2 separate regions of the Mus musculus genome follow, and region 1 is linked to region 2. A link is a contact called in public HiChIP or PLAC-seq data. All regions are on one chromosome and are shown on one strand. The core of a region is the stretch at or near the end of the contact, and the rest is flanking DNA. Distances in the headings are between cores, read along the strand shown.

Evidence for each region. HiChIP or PLAC-seq counts read pairs in DNA pulled down with a chosen protein or histone mark.
Region 1: a FOXA1 HiChIP or PLAC-seq map of pancreatic cancer cells shows a contact between it and region 2. The contact joins two enhancer-like sites. A contact is called at or near these places in 2 of 39 promoter capture datasets (the C10 cell line and neutrophils), 1 of 15 datasets of contacts at CTCF or cohesin (large pre-B cells), 21 of 484 Hi-C or Micro-C datasets (B cells, the BV-2 cell line, the C10 cell line and 16 more), 9 of 115 datasets of contacts at active chromatin or transcription factors (the HPC-7 cell line, bone marrow-derived macrophages, double positive thymocytes and 6 more) and 4 of 9 other capture datasets (adipose tissue, embryonic stem cells, liver and 1 more).

Annotation. Positions count from the first base shown.
Region 1 is chr11:120,696,467-120,699,999 of GRCm38.p6, forward strand. The region is part of intron 7 of Aspscr1 (alveolar soft part sarcoma chromosome region, candidate 1 (human)); the gene reads left to right. Among named protein-coding and RNA genes, the nearest start is that of Cenpx, 16 kb to the right of the region's middle. Within about 2 kb of position 1,410, at least 104 of the 459 cell types and tissues checked have an H3K27ac peak or open chromatin away from gene starts, as enhancers often do. A contact at or near this core is called in adipose tissue and pancreatic cancer cells, where this site is marked.
Region 2 is chr11:120,496,844-120,500,685 of GRCm38.p6, forward strand. Slc25a10 (solute carrier family 25 (mitochondrial carrier, dicarboxylate transporter), member 10) reads left to right here. Exons shown (of 11, transcript NM_013770.2): 8 at 171-263; 9 at 541-618; 10 at 1,077-1,133; 11 at 1,228-3,842. The coding sequence ends at 1,332. Among named protein-coding and RNA genes, the nearest start is that of Slc25a10, 6.9 kb to the left of the region's middle. Within about 2 kb of position 1,563, at least 15 of the 459 cell types and tissues checked have an H3K27ac peak or open chromatin away from gene starts, as enhancers often do. A contact at or near this core is called in adipose tissue and pancreatic cancer cells, where this site is marked.

The sequences.
Region 1 (3,533 bases), core at 160-2,659, 200 kb after region 2:
AAGTTTTTTATTTGTATTTATTTGTTCGCTTGCTTGCTTGTTTGCTTGCTTGCTTGCTTGTTTTGGGACTAGGGTCTTACTATGGAGCCTTGGCTGGCCTGGAACTTGCTACGTAGACAAAGCTAGTATCAAACTCACAGAGATCTACTTGTCTCTACCTCCTGAGTGCTGGAATTATAGGCACGTGTTACCATGTTATCTCTATTTTCAATAATATGTATACGTGTATAACTGTGTAGGTATGTGTACATCAGTGCAGTACCCACACATGCCAGAAGAGGGCGTTGGGTCTGTGGAGCTGGGGTTCCAGGAGGTTGTGAGTTCTGGAGAATGCACTTGAGTTTTCTGTAAGAGCAGTGCGTGCTGTGCTCTCCCTCCGAGTTCCTTTCTGGTTGTTTTGGCAGGTGCTGAGGCTTCACTGAGAGACTCCAGGGCCTCCTGCTCATTAGGCAGGTGTTGTAGTGCAAGGACCCCAACTTGTTCCACCTCACCTGGGCTCCCAGTTTGTACTGTGAAAGTGTCCAGTGTTCTGTCCTGTCTTGAATATTTATCCTTTATTGTTTGTTTTGACTTTTAAACTTTTACGTGGCCTTGGTTGGCCTGGAACTTACTATGTAGAGCAGGTCGCCTTGACTCAGAGAGGTCCTCTGCTTTTGCTTCCCGAGTGCTAGGATTACCACTAGACCCAACGTAGAGGTTTATCTTTCCTGAGCACTCAGGAGCAGCTGCCAGCCTGGCCAGGCCCTGCCATCCCATCCCTGGTGTAGCCGTTACGTTTAGGGAGGTGAGAGGTGTGCCTGTGATGCTTCGCAGCAGTGCACCAGATGTTCACGTACCACTGCTGCGGCCGAGGGGTGCCATTGCACTCTATTGGTTTATTTGTTTGTTTGTGTTGTTGTTGTTGTTTTGTTTTTGAGACAGGGTTTCCCTGTATAGCCCTGGCTGTCCTGAAACTCACTCTGTAGACCAGGCTGGCCTCGAACTCAGAAATCCACCTGCCTCTGCCTCCCGAGTTGTTTTTTCTCTAAGAGCGGGGTTTTCCTCATACCTTGGTTGTCCGGAACTTGCTCTATAGACCAGGCTGGCCTCAAACTTAGATATTCACCCGTCTCTGCCTCCAGAGTGCTGGAATTAAAGGTGTGCACCATGCCTGGCTGTGCTCTCTTCTTTTAAAAAAGGCTTTGGTCACTTTTTTGAGAAGGAATAATTTATATCCACAGTAGAGAAGCCAAACAGTGAGGAACAATAGACATGAAAATGGGAACCTGCCTAGGAGTGGGTGTGTTAGTGTGCTGGGGTGGCGCTCCGTGGAGGTAGGTATCTTAGAAAGGAGCAGCGCTGCTCTGAGCTGCCCCAAGCCTGAGTCAGTCTGGCACAACTGTGTCCTGCTGTGCTGTCCAGGGCGTTTGATGGTGTCCATGTGCTCAGGCGCCTCCCCCCCTCCTGCCCTCCCTTCCAAGGGTGGCTGAGCCCTGTGAGTAACAGGAGGTTTGGCCTGCATCCCTCTTGTAGTGATTCATGTAAGCTCAAAGCCTCAGGGGAAACGCTTCACATTCCCCTCACCAAAGCCCTTGTCAGCGCCGCAAGCAAAGGGAGCAGGCGGGTGTCGATGGGGAAGCTGGAAACTCTGAGATTGAGGTCACCTCTGAAGAGTGTTCTCATGTTTTCTTCATCTGTCATCTTGTCCTGGAAAATCACTGTCAAAAGAGGAAACTCAAGCAGGCCCATTTCTGATATGAGTAGGGCAATCCTGCGGCCACAAGGCCCTGCGGGGCTGGCCAGGCCAGGCTTCATGGAGTTCTCTTCCTTCTCTGCTTGGAGTGATTCTTTAACCTCTACTTCCCACTCACCCTGGGGTGGCTCCAGCCTGGAGATTGCTTACAGCGGCGCCCACCTGCCTCGCAGGGGCGCTGTTCTACGTGCCTCCTGTGCCCTAGTTCTCAATTGCCTGGGGTCAGATGTGGTGGAATTTATGGACGTGGGATATGGGAGACTACTGCTTTCTGTCCCGGTCAGCTCTTCCTGGCTGTTTCCTGCTCCCCTTGCCTCTTTTCTGGTCAGAGTGCAAGATCCTCACTGCTAGCCAGGACTCGGAATCTGTTGTGTTCCTAGGTTCCCTGGAGTCAGAGCCCTGTGCAGGCTTTAGTAAGGGCTCTTTCACCCCAGTGTCAGTCCATCACAGCCCCACAGGTAGGGAAGACAGGCCACCCACCTTTACCTGTACACTTTTATGCCAGCTCTTCCTAAGGCACTCTCTCAGTAGTCGCATACCAACTGTCATATGCCCTGACCCTGTAGGCTTATTTTGAGGATTTGGGCCTGACATGCATGGGCCTCCTGGGGAAAGGCTCTTTAAGATGCCCTTCACCCTGAGCCCCTATTCTGACGGAACTGGCTTGTCCTTGGGAGTCTCTTGCCCAGGCTTCTCATTGTGCTTCCTAGGAGCCCTTGAGCTTCGCAGCCTCAGCCCAGTGGCTTAGCCTTTTGTGTCCTCCCACAGCACAGGAGGGTTCTAGGACGTTGTCTTGGGTTCCAACCGTTTTCTGTTGGAGGAATGGCAGGACAGGCTTTTCTCTCCTTCAGGTACCAGTGGTGCTCTGGCTGTCTCTCTGGCTTGTCAGGCTTGACTGTCCCTCACAACTGTTCCTGTGTCTTCTCTTTGTCCTCATGTCTCATCTCCAGATATGAGCTCTGTATCCAGAAACATCTCCATAAGTACCTAGGGTGGGAGTCGTGTGTAAGACTGTCGGGATGGCAGATGGGAGCCAGGCTCTGGCAGAGAGAGCATCCTGAGTAAACAGAGGCAGGCATGGCTGGGGGACAGCTGTGTGGCCTCTGCACTGCTGACTGCCCTGCTGCAGCCCCTCCCTGTCCGGTGGCCCTGGATGGAAGCTGTGAGGGAAGACTGTGAGGCTGGTGGAGCTTCTTCACTCTGAGTTCCCTGGCTTCCCCCGCTGCTCCTGGTGGCAGTGTGATGCCTCCGGTCGGCTAGCTGCAGGCCTTGCAAGGTGTCATGGAAGATTCTGGAGCCTTGGACCCTCTGTAGCAGCTCACTTGGCCTGATCTTTGCCAGGAGGTTCCAGTAGACCCTTTTACCTTAGTGCATCTCTCTTGCAGCACAACTGTCCTGAGTAGGCTCTGTGTCCTATCCTTCTGGTCTCGGGGCTCCTGGGGCTTTGTGGTAGACAGTTTTCCTGAGTAGAACATGAAGGTGTCCCAAACAATGAAAGGTACCCATGGAAGCAGCTAGCAAGCCACCATCCTCCCTGATGCTGTTCCTTAGGAAGGTTCCTGAACTGACAGCAAGAGAGTCTGCCTGAGTTCCTCTGGTTTTTGAGCCTGAGTGCCTGAGGCTACATGCGCTTTCAGATCCCAGATTGCCACCGCTTGGCCTGGCCTGGCTGTCCACGGAGACTGTTGCTTAGAGTTCAGGACGTGTTACATTCTGCCTTCTCACTAGAGCCTGGGCAGGCTCATGGCCCCGCTGGAATGTAGGCACTGTGGCTACGGGGGCAGCCTAGCTCTGGGGCAGA
Region 2 (3,842 bases), core at 313-2,812:
GCCTGGGGTATCAGCGGCAGCCTTCGTCTGAGTTTAAGGAATGTCCATGTGTGGTGACGCAGGTCACAGCAGGTGCTTGCTCGCTGTCACATGTTGTCATGTGGATCCTGTCTACTCTCCCTGGTTTGGGGAGTTTCACTGACAAAAACTGTCCCCTTTCCTACGTGCAGCTGTCCTGCTATGACCAGGCCAAGCAACTGGTCCTCAGCACTGGGTACCTGAGTGACAACATATTCACCCACTTTGTCTCCAGTTTCATTGCCGTAAGCGCCCCGCATGGGGGTGGGGGCGGGGGTGGAGCTTGATTCAAGGAGCCCGTGGGGTGAGCCCAATGCAGCTTCTCTTAGGCCACATCTGGAAATCAAATTCACAAGGTATCCCAGGCCAAGATAATTCCTGTGTCGCTTCTCTTGGAGACCCAGGGCTGCAAGAATTCTCAGGAATGGAGAGAAGGGCTCTTTTAAGGTGGCCTGTGGGTAGGTGTGCAGTGAGGGCTTGCGACTGCCAGGAGGGAGGACCACTGACAGATTACCTCCCCAGGGCGGATGTGCCACGTTTCTGTGCCAGCCCCTCGATGTGCTGAAGACTCGCCTGATGAACTCCAAGGGCGAGTACCAGGTGAAGACTGGGCTGCAGGCTCCAGGGTTGGGTGGGGTTCCTGCCATTTGTGGCCATGCTTAGGGGCCTCCCCATCCTGGAGATGGGTCTGCTTCCCACTGGGGCATAGGAGCCCAGAGACAAGGCCATTGCCCCTGTTCCTTTCCAGTTGCTCAACTCTGGGTAGCACTTGCCTGGGGGGTGGGGCTGTACTTTTCCAAGGCCTTGGCCTTGGTTTTTACAGAGGAAGCCATTCACACAGTCAGTAGTAAAATCTAGCCAGTGTCTTGAGAGCCAATCTGGCTATCTCAGGAGTCTGTCAACTTGGCCGATGTAGCTTTTAGTCTTCTGTCCCTAAGAGCTGCTTTCAGTCCGGGCTTCTACCATGTCCCCTGCGCCTGGAGGGTTCATCCGGGAGCTGCCATGTCTCCTGTGCCTATGAGTGAGAGGCCTCCTGCATCCTTTACTGTTTCTTGCAGGGTGTTTTCCACTGTGCCATGGAGACAGCAAAGCTTGGACCCCAGGCCTTTTTCAAGGTGTGTTGGGGCAGTGGGGATGCTGGGCAGTGGGAGAGCAACTGGGCTGGGTCTCCCTGGGCCTGACGTCTCTCCCTCTGGTGTCTCCACCCAGGGTCTCTTTCCCGCGGGCATCCGTCTCATCCCCCACACTGTGCTCACTTTCATGTTCCTGGAGCAGCTTCGGAAGCACTTTGGCATCAAAGTGCCAACCACCTGACATGGCCAGGGACACCTGGGCCAGGCTCGGTCGCTGTGCTGAGCTCCTTGGAAGAGTGGGAAGGGAACGGGCTCTCTTCCTTGGCCTGGGCCCATGCTGGTCCCCAGCAGGCTCCTGCTCTTCCCTGCCTTGGGCTGCTGGCTATGCCTTCCGACCCTGCCTTGGCCCCACTCAAGTGGCACCTCTGCCCTACTTACTCCCAGGCTCTCCCCACTGGGTCACCCCGTCTTCCTATCCGATGATTCACTCAGAAGAGGTCTGGCCTGGCTGGTGTCACTGTCCCCACCTCCCTGGCTGCTACCGTGCCCTGCCTGGCAAGCCCAGCGAAGCCGAGTTCGTTTCCTGCTCCCGCTGGCCCTCTGTGCAGGGAGCAGTTTCCGCCCAGAACTTGGGTAGTGTGGCAGGGTACGGCCCGTGGCAGCTTCTGCTTACCAAATGACTAGAGCACACACACAAGCACTTTGTCACAAGAGGGACCACCGTGCTGTGTTCTGGAAGGTAGTGCCTTCAGGAGAGGGGACAGGCAGGCAGCGCAGATTACCAGCAGAAGCCATGACCGTGGAGTCCAGAGAAAGTGCCTGGGGTTCCCGAGCGCACCTCCTGTATGCAGCCTTGGCTGCTCTAATGGTCAGTTTTGCTGAACCCTCCTGCTCAGCGGCTACTGCCGTCACCAGGAACTGTCTGTGTCCCTCACACGCCTGTGCCCTCCCTTGCCTGGCTTCCCCAGGGCCAGGTGGGCATGCTGGCAGAGCTGGGGCAGTGATGGATTCATCGTTTGTGCCCTCCCAGGACCTGGCTTCCTGTATGGCAGGCATCACCCTTCACCATCCCTCAGGCTTCGAAGCAGCCTGTTTTCCCTCAAATGGGGTTGTGTGTATCAAAACGAGGTTCGGCCCTGTGCCTCCCACAGGTCCTCCCCCAGGAAGTGGCAGCAGCCCAGGGGCACTGCCTACACCTCTCTTCAGGATCTAATAAACCAAGTGGCCTGGGAGGCCTTTCTGTCTTCCCTGCACACTTGGGGGCTGGCAGATCTTTGAGCTCCTTCACCGCTAAGGACAATGCTGTCACCTTTGTATCCACTAAGTCAGGACTACCTTACAGGATAGAGCCTATGGGAAGAATTCTTAGACGTCTGTGAGCAGGAGGAAATGGAAATAACAACAGAAGCAGGCCTCTCTAGAGCCAGTCCCATGCAGCTGCTCACTGGCCAGATGGCCGGCAAGCATGGGAGAACTAAGGATGCCCTGGGGTGCAGACAGACTGAGATGCCCAGGCTATGACAGTTGTACTGGCTTAGGCTGGGCCTAAGAGTATTCAAGTACGTAAGCAGAAACAGGATGTCAACTAGGGGTACCAGGACCACAGCTCTGAACACAACTGATGCTTGGGTCAGAAGAAACCCAGTGCACTTCACTTCAGGGGCCACAGCCCAGGTACGATCATGTCATAGGTATAAACAGTTCCGTGGACATTTCTGAAGACACCAAGTTTGCCAAAACTAGAGTAATTTGTTACTTGGGTAATGCAAGGAAGCCTAATGTTGCATTTCCACTCCAGAATCCAGAACACCTAACAACTAGACTGTGTGGGTTTTAGTCTCTACAGTGTTGGGTCAAACCGTAGGCTTTACACTTGGTAGCCATGCACTGTGGCAGCCACATGCCCAGCCTCTCCTGTATACCTCACAGAAGGGGCTGCAACCCACCTGGCCTCCTATGTGATTGATATTCTGCCTCAGCCTTCCCATTACTAAGAGGTCAAGTGTGGACTAGCTCCTTGTCTAGATACCAAGTTCTAGGCTAGCCAAGGCTACATTGTGTGGACTAGCCTTGCACACAAACGTCTCAAGAAAACACGTTCTGTGTGTGGTGGCTTGTACCTGCCATCCCTGCAGATCAGCATGTGTCGAAGGCCAGCCCTGGGTACTGAGTGAGGTCCTCACTCAAGGGAACAGGTGGGTGGAGCCACAAGGTCTAACCCTAAAGCCAGCGGAGAAAATTATACTGGTGTCCCACCTGTTGACCACAAAAACAGATCTGTACATACTACTGCATCTCGGATAGGCATTCTGGTTGGGGTAGCGCAGTGGGAGACACAGATGAGCAGGCCATTCTAGGTTAGAATCCACCCTTGTGGCTCCCCAGAAGAACTGTTTCTCCAGATCCCAGCCAGCTTCCAAGAACTTGCTCCTAAACCAGAAACCACTGGCTGGTCAAGCTCTTCACAGAGCAGCTTTGATTTGGAGCCCAGAACAGGTCTTATCTGTGGCACCAGGGCTACTGGGGAAGCTGATACTACACACCTTTCCTCCCAGGCAGCCTCACTGGCGGCCAGCCCTACCCAGCAAAGTCTCCCTGGAGGCGAGAAAGTACCCAATCTGGTTTGGTGGGGTCAGACCTGGCAACAGGCCCTGCAGGGCAAAGGGCATAAGCTTAAGGCAGGCACCTTGGCTTCCCTACCACAGGGGAGGGCAGCTAGAAGAGCTTCCTGCCCCCTGCAGAGAGAGCTAC